3 separate regions of the Zea mays genome follow, and all the other regions are linked to region 2. A link is a contact called in public Hi-C data. All regions are on one chromosome and are shown on one strand. The core of a region is the stretch at or near the end of the contact, and the rest is flanking DNA. Distances in the headings are between cores, read along the strand shown.

The links. Hi-C and Micro-C count contacts between places; a contact is called where the count stands out from the background.
Region 1: a Hi-C map of bundle sheath shows a contact between it and region 2, with 5 times the contacts expected there. The contact joins the promoter of LOC100282755 here to the promoter of LOC103641278 in region 2. A contact is called at or near these places in 12 of 25 Hi-C or Micro-C datasets (bundle sheath, ear, endosperm and 5 more).
Region 3: a Hi-C map of tassel shows a contact between it and region 2, with 2.2 times the contacts expected there. The contact joins the enhancer-like site here to the promoter of LOC103641278 in region 2. A contact is called at or near these places in 2 of 25 Hi-C or Micro-C datasets (ear and tassel).

What each region holds. Positions count from the first base shown.
Region 1 is chr10:80,678,362-80,683,272 of Zm-B73-REFERENCE-NAM-5.0, forward strand. LOC100282755 (prefoldin subunit 2) reads right to left here and starts at 1,455. Exons shown (of 2, transcript NM_001155661.2): 1 at 1,326-1,455; 2 at 1-147. The coding sequence starts at 143.
Region 2 is chr10:80,426,663-80,431,168 of Zm-B73-REFERENCE-NAM-5.0, forward strand. LOC103641278 (mitogen-activated protein kinase 2) reads right to left here and starts at 2,310. Exons shown (of 6, transcript XM_008664632.4): 1 at 1,771-2,310; 2 at 1,547-1,676; 3 at 1,208-1,345; 4 at 775-1,107; 5 at 432-615; 6 at 1-309. The coding sequence starts at 1,988. The coding sequence ends at 137. It also overlaps a transcript of LOC100273854 not described here.
Region 3 is chr10:80,188,671-80,193,124 of Zm-B73-REFERENCE-NAM-5.0, forward strand. No RefSeq gene overlaps it. Among protein-coding and RNA genes, the nearest start is that of LOC111590371, 18 kb to the left of the region's middle. Within about 2 kb of position 2,326, at least 17 of the 20 cell types and tissues checked have an H3K27ac peak or open chromatin away from gene starts, as enhancers often do. A contact at or near this core is called in ear and tassel, where this site is marked.

The sequences.
Region 1 (4,911 bases), core at 205-2,704, 250 kb after region 2:
AGGGAGTGCTCGCTGACCTCCATCTCCAGCTCCGTGATCTTTGTGTAGAGCTGGTTCATTTCGGTGCGCATGTTGGCGTAGGTGTTGGCGATTACCTGCTCGTTTATGGCTTCCTTGCCATCGCCACCTGCTCTGCTTGCCATTTTCCTAGTGATGCAGATAACCGGAGAACAAAATCACTAACGGCAAAAGCCCATGAAGAAAATTGCAGCTTTTAAGCACAGGTGCAAGACTGCAAGCTAAGAGTTCAAGATAAAACAATTAAAGCCAAACACATCGACATTTCCGTAGCACTAAATAGAGAACTATCATAAACATCACCAAGCAAGCAATATAATCAAACAAGCAGTAACCAAGGATAAGGAAGTTTTTTTTTTTAAAAAAAATAGCGTTACAATTTAAGAAATATGAGCAAATGGGGAAAATATTTTATATGCTATGCTGCGAAAAGTAATGTTCAGCACTTTGTAATCACCTCATCAACTATTTGAGTAAACTTGGTTGCCTGCCTCTCGTAAATCATACTACCAGAATTTGCCTCAGTTTTTGCAGGCAGTATTGGGCTGTGCACAACTAAATAACAGTCTTGCCTATTAAGTCAGTAAATTTGTCCTCGCAAAAAGAAAAAAAAAACTAAGTAGATTTACAGCTTGCTCGAGATGTAAGGAGGAATTTGTTATAAGAAAGCGATGCAGATCCTAGCTGCTAACCGTTTTATGACCATAACGGTATAATAAGCATTCAAACACAGGCTTCATGCTCCCTGCTGTAACGGGAATGGAGGAAGAGTAATAACATATCGAAAAGGATAGTTAACTGGCATAAACATTTAATGAGCATAGCAAATCCTATTCACGTAGCCCAGAAACCAATAATAAAAATAAAAATACTACCGCATAACACAAACTGGCCAAGAAAGAGAGAAAACTTGCATAGCAGAGCAATTCATCAGCCTAACATCTACTGGCACCATTCTCCGTTACTAATGACGCAACTTTACTGGCACATGATCGATAATCCAAGAAATAATAAAAACAGTGATTCCTCCCGGACACAAGCACTAGCATCACCTCAAAGCGGCACTATTATTTCTGGATGTAAGTGGGAGATGTCAAAAGCTAATACAGGACATACATTCATCACAGGGTTTTATTCAGCAAATAGTGACCCAGACGCAAATTCCCGAAGTTGGTAGGCATAACACTTGTAAATTAGTAGATCAGAAACAGATCCGAGTACACATACAGATAGTAGACAAATGGGTCAAGTTAGGGTTACGAAGCTCGGTTTCTCACAGAAGTAAGGGGGAGAAGGGGTGAACATACCTGTGGGTGCTAGTTCGTCGCCGGCGAAGGTACTGCCGAAGACCTGGGCGCCTGGCGTAGGGCGGCGGCGGTCGCGCAGCTGTCCCCACGAGCGAGAGAGAGCACGGCGCGCGCACGCGGCGTGTAGGGGAGAGAACTAGAGAAGGCAGGTAGGCACTAGACTGGGCAATAAAAAAAAATTGCCTGGGCCTGAGGCAGGCCTGGATGGGCCATGGGGCCTTTTTTTCCATCAGTCCAGGTCTCCAGGAGATGCTTCTGCGTAAATACTCTACGAGGGAAAAAAAAGACTAAGGGCATGTACAGCGCTCTTAAATGAGTCGTCTGTATGATGCCATGTCACAGAAATTTGCTTACGTGGACTATAATAAAAAGAAGGAAGAGGAGCTTGCCGTCGTCTCGTGCTCACATGCCAAGCGACGGCCTCATCTACCGTTGTACGAACAGGAGCATCTTTCACCAGAACTTCTCATCTCATATAGAAACCATTAAGGGCCTTAAATGAATTATAAATAATATATACATGATGTAAATAGACAGGTGATTGTACGAGCTGTCTATTCATCCGTCTGCATGTACTTTTCAAAAAAACTTGTAGATGGTAGCCGTCTGTGCACTGTACGTGCCCTGAATTATCCGTCTCAACTGTTGTCCAATTTTTCTGATTAAAAAACAGCTATTTTTAAGAATTAAAAGCATCTCCAACACACTAGTCAAATGATCCATTAAGCTAAATTTTAGCTGTTTAATATCAAAATAATCATCAACTCGCTAAACGATCCGGCTCAAAGTTAGCTCTCTCGCTAACTAAACTTGGCTAGCCACTCCAGCTAACCAAACTAACTTGTCTGTCTATTAGAGAGTCTATTGCAATAAATTGTGACATATAGAGTTTAATCTTTCTCAAAGGTAAATAGAGAGTCAAATAAAGTGTCAAAAATAGAGAATCCCTTAGAGATGCTCTAAGCCTACATAACCCCTTACCTTTAGAGAATGGTCAACTTCACACCATTATCTTCAAAATCAGTTGTTTAGCACCTTCAAATTAATAAAAACCACACAAATAACAACCTAGTCAGTTTAATAAAAACCACACAAATAACAACCTAGTCAGTTTTAGTTGACGATCATTCGACACTGATTTAATTGGTACCCGTTTTGTCTTTTCAATTATGTCTTCTACTAATATCCAAAATTTATATAATTCTATACAAAAATTAGTAATCATATATCATATTCGTACCATTTTTCTAAAATTTTAGGATTACCATATCAATTACTAAAAATAAAAAACTACAATAAAAGAGCTTAATGTTTTGTCTCTGGTTCATTTCTTATCTTATGAGGCTAAACATTTTACTAGAGCAAAAATAATATTGCCGGTACCCCATAAATGGGGTCTTCTACTGTGTCTAAGACAGAGACTTGCGTGGTTAGCCTTTTAACCACACGCTAAGGAACTGAGCAGCCAGGCCCACGGGACCAGACTCGTTTGTTAGGATCGCTGGCCTCAGGACCTGCTCCAGGTTCAGGAGTAGGTCCGGTGCTGCCACGTGTCTCGAAAGAGGAATCTAGAGACTACACCAACGGGTCCGGATCCCACGTATGCCATCTAGACACAAGCCGACTGTAACGCCATGAATTTGGGGGTAGAATTTTTTCTTCTTTTTACTCACCAAATTCAGGCGTTACTCTCTTTTCTTTTCCCGTTTCGCTCCCATATTGCAGAAGTGTTATTTGATACTGGAGCAACACATTCATTTATATGAGTTCACCAGTTGAGAGGATCCAACGTGTTCTCAAAGATAGATCTAAGGTCAGGTTATCATCAGCTCAGGATTCGACCCTTAGACATTCCGAAGACGACATTCATTACCAAGTATGGGTTGTATGAGTTCACTATGATGTCTTTTGGTCTAATAAATGCACCAGCCTTCTTCATGAATCTGATGAACAGTGTATTTATGGATTATCTTGACAAATTTGTGGTGGTATTTATTGATGATATTCTGATATATTCTCAAAGTGAAGCAGAGCATGCAGATCATTTGAGGATGGTTTTGCAGAGATTGCGAGAGCACCAGCTGTATGCAAAGTTGAGCAAGTGTGAGTTCTGGATTGATGAAGTCCTGTTCTTGGGTCACATAATAAACAAAGAAGGATTGGTTGTGGATCCGAAGAAAGTGGTAGACATTCTAAACTAGAAAGCGCCAACAGATGCTCGAGGAATCAAGAGCTTTATTGGAATGGCCGGATATTATCGGCGATTCATTGAATGGTTTTTGAAGATTGCGAAACCGATGACAGCTTTGCTAGGCAACAAAGTTGAGTTCAAGTGGACCCAGAAATGCCAAGAAGCCTTTGAAGCGCTGAAAGAGAAGTTGACTACAGCGCCTGTCTTATTCTTACCTGATGTGCACAAGCCCTTCTCAGTGTATTGCGATGCTTGTTACACTGGTTTGGGATGCGTGTTGATGCAGGAGGGAAGAGTTGTGGCTTACTCGTCCCGACAGCTGAAGGTTCATCAGAAGAATTATCCAATCCATGACCTAGAGTTGGTAGCAGTGGTTCACGCACTGAAGACATGGAGGCATTATCTGTATGGGCAGAAATGTGATGTTTACACAGACCACAAGAGTCTGAAGTACATATTCACTCAGTCGGAGCTGAATATGAGGCAACGAAGATGGTTAGAGTTGATCAAGGACTATGAATTGGAGATTCATTACCATCTAGGCAAAGCAAACGTAGTGGCAGATGCTTTGAGCAGGAAGATGCAAGTCAACATGATGGACGCTCATCCGATGCCTTATGAGTTGGCCAAAGAGTTTGACAGGTTGAGCCTCGGATTTCTGAACAATATGCGAGGAGTGACAGTTGAATTAGAGCCTACCCTAGAGCGGGAAATCAAAGAAGCGCAGAAGAATGATGAGAAGATCAGTGAAATTCGACAGTTGATTCTGGAAGGCAGAGGTAAAGATTTTTGGGAAGATGCAGAAGGTGTGATATGGTTCAAAGACCGTTTGTGTGTTCCCAATGTCCAGTCCATTCGGGAGTTGATCCTCAAGGAAGCTCATGAGTCAGCTTATTCTATACACCCTGGAAGTGAAAAGATGTATCAGGATTTGAAGAAGAAGTTCTAGTGGTACGGAATGAAAAGGGAGATCGCAGAGCATGTGGCTATATGTGACAGTTGTCAAAGGATCAAGGCAGAGCATCAGAGGCCAGTTGGATTGTTGCAACCGTTGCGAATTCCTCAGTGGAAATGGGATGAAATCGGGATGGACTTCATAGTCGGATTGCCTCGCACTCGAGCCGGCTACGATTCCATTTGGGTAATGGTGGACCGCTTAACCAAGTCAGCCCACTTCATACCTGTCAAGACCAACTACAACAGTGCAGTGTTGGCAGAGTTGTACATGTCTCGGATCGTTTGTCTTCATGGTGTGCCAAAGAAGATAGTGTCAGACAGAGGAACGCAGTTCACCTCTCATTTCTGGCAGCAACTGCATGAAGCCTTGGGTACACATCTGAATTTCAGTTCAGCTTACCATCCACAGACAGACGGCCAGACTGAAAGAACTAATCA
Region 2 (4,506 bases), core at 1,060-3,559:
GAAGGTGATGATGATGAGGGGTGGTCACTTGTACAGTCATCCTGCTATATATGCCTTTCGCCCCCCATGGAGCTAGCTGATAGACATGCCGTCCTAGTTTGCTCGTGTGTACACAGCTGGGAGGGAGCTATTATATTTAGTGGATCGGGTCAGGGTTGAACTTGAGAGACTCCTTCCAGATGAGCTCCTTTATAGCTTCTTCGGTGAGCGATGGCTGCTCGAAGTCGAAGCTGAAAGGCGCCGGACAGATGGGCTCGTCGTTTACCTCGTGAAGGGACGCCAGGTATGGGTGGCACAGAGCCTCATCAACTGCGATATGATTCCACGGAAGGAAAAGCAACAACAAGGTTAGTAGTATATTTGATTGATATCAATGCACATTCTATATATATGATATATCAATGCATCATGTTCATGCAAGATCGATTTACCAGTAATCCTCTTGCTGGGATCGAACACGAGCATCCTCTCAAGCAAGTCCATGGCGCCGCTAGACATGGTGGGGAACCGCACGCGGAACTGTTGCTTGGGATGCTGAGGCAGGGACCTCACGTATCTGCGGGCGTGGTCGCTCCGGAGGAACCCGAGGCTGGTGTCGTCAGGTGAGCCTACCAGCTTTTATTTAGATCAACATATATAAAGAAGGAAGAGGAAGAAGTTGTAAGTAATTAATTAAAGAACAAACAAGACTCTCTTCATATGTGTTAGCTAGCTAGCTTGAGAAAAAACCAATGCAACTCTCTTCACCAACTATATATATATATATATATATACCTCGGTTATCAGCCTCAGCTGGTGGACATAATCCTTGCCAGGAAACAGGGGCTCTCTGGTGACCATCTCGCCGAAGATGCAGCCCACGGACCACATGTCGATGGCCTGGGTGTACTCGGAGCAGTTGAGCAGGAGCTCAGGCGCCCTGTACCACCGCGTGACGACGTACTCCATCATGAAGTCGGTCTCCGTCGTGGTCCTCGCCAGCCCGAAGTCCCCGATCTTCAGGTCGCACTTGGCGTTCAGCAGCATGTTGCTCGGCCTCAGGTCCCTGTGCAGGACGTTCGCCGAGTGCACGTACTTGAGCCCGCGGAGCAGCTGGTACACGAAGTACTGCACCGGCCGGTCGTCGTAAAAGAAGAAAGAAAAAAAAAGGGTTAGGAACAGAGAACAGAGGACGGCACAGCAACAGCGTTGGATTTGGATCGACGACCTGGCAGTGGTCGTCGGTTAGTTGCTGGTTTGACCGTAGGAGGTGGTGAAGGTCAGTGTCCATCAGCTCGTAGACGATGTAGACGTCGTTGAAGTTCTCCCTCCTGGGCGGGCGTATGATGTCCTTTATTGAAATGACCTGCAGGGAAAAAGAATTTGTTGCTCTGTTACATATATGCACGGATGTATTATGTATATAGCTAATGAACTATACATACATGTATATATAGCTAATAAATACATACAATGACAAAAAAAAGTCCTGTAGCGTGGAGTATATATATAAATATATATGTTCATCACAAGGTAGAGAAATATATACATATACATGGCTACTCACATTTTCATGATTCATGTGCCTAAGCAGCTTGATTTCTCGGAGAGTGCGCTTGGCGTCGATCTGGTTGTCAAACGCGTTGCCGATCTTCTTGATGGCGACCTCCTCGCGAGTCTGCGCGTTCACAGCAGCACTGCATGCATGCACAAAAGATCCGGTACGTACTAGTAGTGAAGCCCGAACGAACAAACGAGAAGGCGATCGATGAGGGAGGACGACGTACGCACCAGATGATGCCGCAGGCGCCGCGGCCGACGGGGCGGATGGGCGGGACGTACTTGGCGGAGACCTCCAGGAGGTTTCCGTACACGTTGTACTGCACGTAGCGGCCGCCGTGCGTGTGCGTGCCCTTGATCTGCGCCTCCCCGCCGTGGCCCATACCCAGGCACCCTCCAGCGCCGGCGCCGCCTCCGCCTGCGCCTCCTCCGGCCCCCTCCATGCGCATGTATATATACGGACCACCACGCACCTCCCCTCCTAGCTAGCTAGCTAGCTATACTCCCTCTTCTCTCCGACGATGAGAAATGAACACAAGACGACCCAGCAAGGACCAACGCAGGACGACGGCAAGCTAGCATGCGAGCAAGCAAGCTCTGATGATGCTGCCTCGAGCTCTAGCTGAGACAGACAGACAGATAGATAGATAGAGATAGAGAGAACGAGCTGGCTGGCTAGCGGAGCGCGCGCGCGCGTGGTTGGTTGCGCGGACGCCAGGAAGGAGGAGATAAGGGGAGCGTTGGGGAAAGTGGAAAAGGCGGGGAGCCTTTTCTCCGCCGGAAGTCGAACTCCCGTGACGCCCAAAGGAAGGAGTTGGGTTCCTGTTGCTGTTGCTCCGTCCGTCCGTCCGTCGTCGCCCACTCCTGTCCTGCCGTGTGGTGTGGGAGAGACCTGGCATGGCTCCTGTCCTGTGGGCGGTGTGGCTGGCCTAGCTGCCTGCACTGCACTGCTGCACACGACACAGGTTGATGGATGCATGCAGGGACGACGATGCTCCCCCCGGGCCCCGGCGGCCGACCTCTTCCAGACCATTAATTCCCCTCTCCTCCTCAGCCAGCCATGCATTTATCGATTGATTGATCCATCTCTTACGTGTTCGCGCGGCGCATGATGCATGGATGGTTTCCCTTGCTTGCCCTTGGTGCTAGCTCTTGCCGCTTGCCTTTTATTTGCAGCTAGCGATGAATAAGCTATAGATTGGTTTGTTTGGCAGTGCGCTGTCTACAAGTGATTCTCTGCTACTCCTCTCTCCCTTGCAAAACAACTAATAAGCGAGCCCTATCTCATTCAGATTTTAAAATTGTCTATGGAAGCTAATTCTGCTACTATACATGTTATTCTATGGCTTAAAGCAATTCTCTTTGATTCTTTAGCATAAAATTTCAAAATCACGGTTGAGAATCGGTCTACACAATCAGAATAAGCTTCTAGTCTTTAGTTCATTTCAGAGAAACAGATAGAATTAATTACTTCTCTCTGAAAAACTGGTTGGCAAAGCTCTTGCTGCATCCAAGCAGAGAACCAACTTTGGTAGCTATATATATGCTCTTACATGCTCCTCCGTCATAATCAAGTAAAATCACTCTATTCAAGATCAAGAAGCAGGGCTAGAGAACCTAGAAGTAGAGCTCTGCCAAATATGCCCATAATTATTTGCTCATGTCTAATCAGCTGTGTGGTTTGTGATATAGCAACTTGAGGACATATATACCGCATGCCATGGGGATCTTAACCAACCGCCAGTGGAAATACTGGCGGTTCCAAAATAACCGCGTATTTTCACTGGCCCCTAGCATTGGTGGCACCGAAAAACGCCAGTGCAAATAGCTTTAGGACCGTCATTATAGAGCTTCTGTGTACTAGTGACAGTAATCTAGGATGGTTAACCTAGAAGTCTTCTCCTAATTTGTTTTCTTCTAACAACAAACATGCCCACATGTTACATCGAAATTTATATCGTGCCTATATTGTGGAACATACACTATTCTAACTTGTATGAACATATATCATGTGAGATTGGAACCCGAGCAGGATAATAAACCAGTTAGGACTATATCTAATCTCTATTTGATTGCATCAAGATCGAGTATCATGTTTATTGTATGCATGTATGCTAGGTTTAAAAAACATCACCTAAGAATGTCACTTGACCTCACTTAAGGGAATTTTGAGGTATTTCAAGCATATACCCAATGTTGGGTTGTGGTACCTTAGAGGAACACAATTTGAGCTAGTTGGTTACTCTGATTCAGACTATGCGGGGTGCAAGATTGTTAGGAAGTGTACTTCATACACATGTCATTTATTTGGAAGATCACTTGTGTATTGGTCCTCAAATAAGCAAATTTTGGTTGCATTTATTAATGAACAAGGTGGAGTACATATGTGCAGGTAGTTCTTGTGTATAATTGGTATGGATGAGAGCAACTTTTTCATGCTATAGCAACAAATTTGATTGAGTGTCATTGTTATGTGATAATAAGAGTGGCATCAATATAGCCAACAATCTAGTTCAACATTCTAGAACCAAGCACATTGATGGTAACCATCACTTCTTAAGAGATCACTAAACAAAGAGGGATATCAAGATTGAGATTTGAGAGTTTGGAAACCGATGATCAACTAGCGGATATATTCATCAAGCCACTTGATTAAGCAAGATTTTTCAAGCTAAGAAATGAGTTGGACATTCTTGAATTCTCCAACATGTCTTCAAGAATACCATATATGTATCAAAATAACCACTCCTCCGATCAAAGCAAAGATAAAATTTCTTGTGCATGAGCATACATACATCACTAGATGTCTATAGTATAACCCGGTTTGTCCTTCTTCAAGTTTTTTTTCACATATGTTACAATGATTATCTTATCAAAGTTGTGTTATGCACATAGTAGCTCATACTTTAGTTCAAATGCTAGGGTCTCTTACTCGTGAACAAGCTATATACTATCACTTGGTACATT
Region 3 (4,454 bases), core at 1,076-3,575, 240 kb before region 2:
CGCAGGGGAGGATCTCTATGGTCCCAGATGGCAGAGATCAGCACAGGGAAAGATTCGATGCGATTGTGGGCGAGAACAGGCGATAGGAGCGCATAGTGGGCGGTTCTGGCAGAGATAGGCGTGTGCACAGCTGAGAAATAGGAGGCTGTCACACCCGGGTTTTGGGGCACCAAGACTCGGGCACGAACATAATCACCAGGTGTGTTGGGACCAAGTCTCACACATATGATGATTCATGGCACAGGATCGAATGTCACGTCTTTACTACATAACAGGAGTTCTATACAAAATAAATAAATAATTACATTATAAGGAGACAACGGTCCAGCAACCCAAAGTTGACTGGGAGACGATGACCTAGATCTCTCACGAACTCATCGCAACATCCTCCATGCGCCTCATCTTGCGGTACCTGTTCTTGACCTGTGTGGGGGGTGTGAGACAGCAAGAGTGAGCTCACATACGTTCATCGCTCAACAAGTTGTGGAAAATAATGTGCATGAACTCGCCAAAGGTGGGAGCTCATGTGAAGTGTAAGGCTTACCAAAGAGGATGGTTAGAGCTGAGCATTGCTTTTAAAGTTGGTCAAAATTTTATTAGCAATTACTAAGTATAAGTAAATACCAACCCAATTAAGTAGTAGAACAAAAGTAACAACATCACCTGCGATGCAATGCATATGACAAATTGAATTTAGTTCCATAAGTTAATCATCAGAGAGTCCTGAGCTGCTCATGACCGTGAGCTCGGCTAGTATACCAGTTTTACACTTTGCAGAGGTTGTACCCTTTACCCACAAGTCGTGTATCCCATGTCGCCAGGGTTAGCTAGACCCTTAGACACTACCGAGGTGAATGGCTAGGGATCCACTACGAGGCCTTTACAAATTTCCACTAGCTTCCGAAAATCCGCTACAGTTTATGAGAAGCGCACTTGCAAGAATCCCCCGTCTGACCGCCATCGCAGCAAAATCAACCCGAGAACCTCCTTGCATGCAACTCCCCTACTGCCCTTGCCCCTTTCGGGTAAGGTAGTCTTCCACTAGCTTTCCTAATTAATCAGCCAAGGGCGTCCATAAACCCTTGTGGTGGCACGTGTTTCTCAAGTTAAGCTCCATGTTCCAATTAACATTAATGGTCTTGACATGAACATAAATAAAATAACAAAATAACTGGAACATGGATATAATAAATGATTATCCCAAAACCATGTAAAGCAATAGCAAACTACCCAAGTGATTCAGGGGTAAACAAGGTAATGAGATAAACAATCTAGGGTGACCTATCGGGTCCCATCAAAATTAAACCTATGCATGAACATGTGACATTAAAGAACATTATTGGGTAAAAAGTGGTCAAGGGCACAACTTGCCTAGCACTTGAGATTCCAGGTACCAACTTGCCTTACAGATGACACGTGTCCTCGCGCTAGTCGTAGCAATACAAGCAAACATGGTATAGATAAAATTAACATCCCACCAAATATAAGAACAAACTGAATAATAATGATCTACGCGTCGCTACGAGATCGTGGAAACGAGAACTACTAAGATCGTTGTGAGGTTACGAACTATGGAAGATCTACGTGATTCAAATATTAAACTATATTATAAATTGATTAGTATACACCATATGAGAGAATATTCTATGAATAATTAACTCAACTTTAATTTAGGTCATTACTTGATTAAAGATCATCTTTTAGTCAATTTATAACCATAAGATGAGCATACTATATTAATATTAGAAAAGCTAATCCAATAAACCTTAATTAATCCAATTAGTTACTTAATTATATAAGTACGTAATATCGTATAATTAATGTTGCTACTGCATAGTAAATATTTATACGAAGCTAACGTGACTTGAACGGATACAATCGGAGTTAAATCGGACAAGTTATGGTTTTCAGAAGGTTTAAGTGTGGGGGTACAAAAGAAATTAAGCGCGTAATTTTATCATGGATTCCATGACAAAATAGAGTTACTAGATGATAAAGAATATTAATATGAGACTAATGCAACTGGAATGAATCAGATCAGAGCTAAACTATGAGAATTATGAATTAAACAAGTTTGAGTTGCATTTATTATTAATTTTAATGCCAAAATAAACGCGAGGGACTTCTCTGCAAATTCAGAGGACTGATCTGTAATTTCAAATTTTGTTTCCGAGGTTACTGCTGTGAAAAACAGGACGGCGGGTTAGTTATTAAAAAGTCTAGGGTCCCATTTGTAAGTCTGGCTCGGCAAAGGGGTATCGTCTATTATGGACCGCTCGATTATATTTGAATGGCCATTGTCTAGATATGAAGCGGTATTCGGCGATGTCCGCACGATCAGAAATCGACGGCTCGCGAGATCAACGGTCACAGTTTAATGAAACACAGATCAAATCCGGACCATGCGTTGGACGATCAACGGTCCAGAATCAACCATGGAACGATCTACTTCTAGTTCGATGAAGATCCTACGGTGACTGTGTGTCTTCTACCTCATGCTGCTATACCCCTTTCTATACGTATGCGAGACCCCAGTAACAGTAGGTACATTAACCCAACACCACCGGCATGGAAGAGGAGTCTCACCGTCGATGGTGGTGAGGCTGGCCGACGATGGAGCGCGGATTTCGCGGCGAGCCGCAGACCCAGTGCTCGATTCCCTCCCCTGCGGTCGCCCAGACCATCGTTCGGCTGGACGGTGATGACGGCGCAGCGAGCTCCGGCCCGGTGAGGAGCCGACCACGCAGCCGTCGTGTACTCGGTACGCCCGCCCAAGCTCTATCGAAGCGCGCCGCCAGCTTTGTGAGCCCGAGACGCGACACCAGCCGCCCTCGGATGCCTGCTACACGGCGCTCTCCCTCTCTCGGTGCGCTGGGAACGTTAGGCAAGCGCGGTAGCCGCAAGGAACTTTCCCATGCAACTGCGACCAGGTTTATAGAGGTGGGCGAGGGGTAAGACGGGCTGGCTGCACGCAGAACTCGGCGGTGGCTGGAGTGGTTGACGCGGCCAGGGGCTTCCAGCGCGCGCGGCGTAGAAGTCGCGTTCAGTTGAGGGAGAAGACCGAGCTCCACGCGGATCTCAACAACCTGCTCCTAATCGCATTGAGCCCCGCAGAAACCGCATGCATGGACGGTTACCAGATATGATTCGTACGTAACAAACTATATGCATGAATACAATTCTAGAGAATAGGGCCCACATGATAGTCTCCGTAGAGCACAACAACCGCTGTGACCTGTTAGCGCTGGGGCCCACGGATATCGTGATGAAGCAGCCGATAGAAAGAATAAAGAAATGAGAAAAGGGTTAAAAAATTCTATGCACGCTCATGCTTGCATGTCGAGTGAAATGATCTAGCCATTTTATGGTTAGCCCGGTTTAATTCTCTCCTTTCTCTCTTTTTTTTCTATTTTTAATTTCTTTACTAAAATTTAATTCTAAATTCGAACTGCGTTTTGAAGTTTAAATCTAAGTCAATTGCACATTTGAAGACCCAACATGGTGCACAATTTATATATTTAGATAATTATTTTTTTGCCTTAACTGGACCCACATTGTTGATATGCAAAAAAATAGTCACAAAATCATATAATCAAGAATTCTATTTTATTTCTAAGATTTTGTGTATTACAGCGGCGGCGGTTGCAAGAGATGACATGTGGGGCCAAAAAGCAGCTGCACTAGGCCGGCAGTGCCCGGCTGGGCGTTGCCCACGCGCGCGCGGGCTAGCTCCTGGTCCCCGCTACCAGGGGCAGCGCACCTCCAGCCGCGGCCTGGGTGAGTGTCACACCCGGATTTCGGGGCACCAAGACCCGGGCGAAAACATAATCACCAGGTGTGCTGGGATCAAGTCTCACACATATGATGAATCATGACACAGGATCGAATGTCACATCTTTACTACATAACAGGAGTTTTATACAAAATAAATAAATATTTACATCATAAGGAGACAACGGTCCAGCAACCCAAAGTTGACTGGGAGACGACGGCCTAGACCTCTCACGAACTCGCCACAGCATCCTCCACGCGCCTCATCCTGTGGTACCTGTTCTTGACCTGTGGGGGGGTGTGAGACAGCAAGAGTGAGCTCACATACGTTCATCGCTCAACAAGTTGTGGGGAATAATGTGCATGAACTCGCCAAAGGTGGGAGCTCACGTGAAGTGTAAGGCTTACCAAAGAGGATGGTTAGAGCTGAGCATTGCTTTTAAAGTTGGTCAAAATTTTATTAGCAATTACTAAGTATAAGTAAATACCAACCCAATTAATTAGTAGAACAAAAGTAACAACCTCACCTGCGATGCAATGCATATGACAAATTGAGTTTAAGTTCCATAATTTAATCATGTGAGTGTCCGAGCACGGCTAGTATACCAGTTTTACACTCTGCAGAGGTTGCGCATCTTTACCCACAAGTCGTGTTACCCATTTGCCACAGAGTTGATCAGACT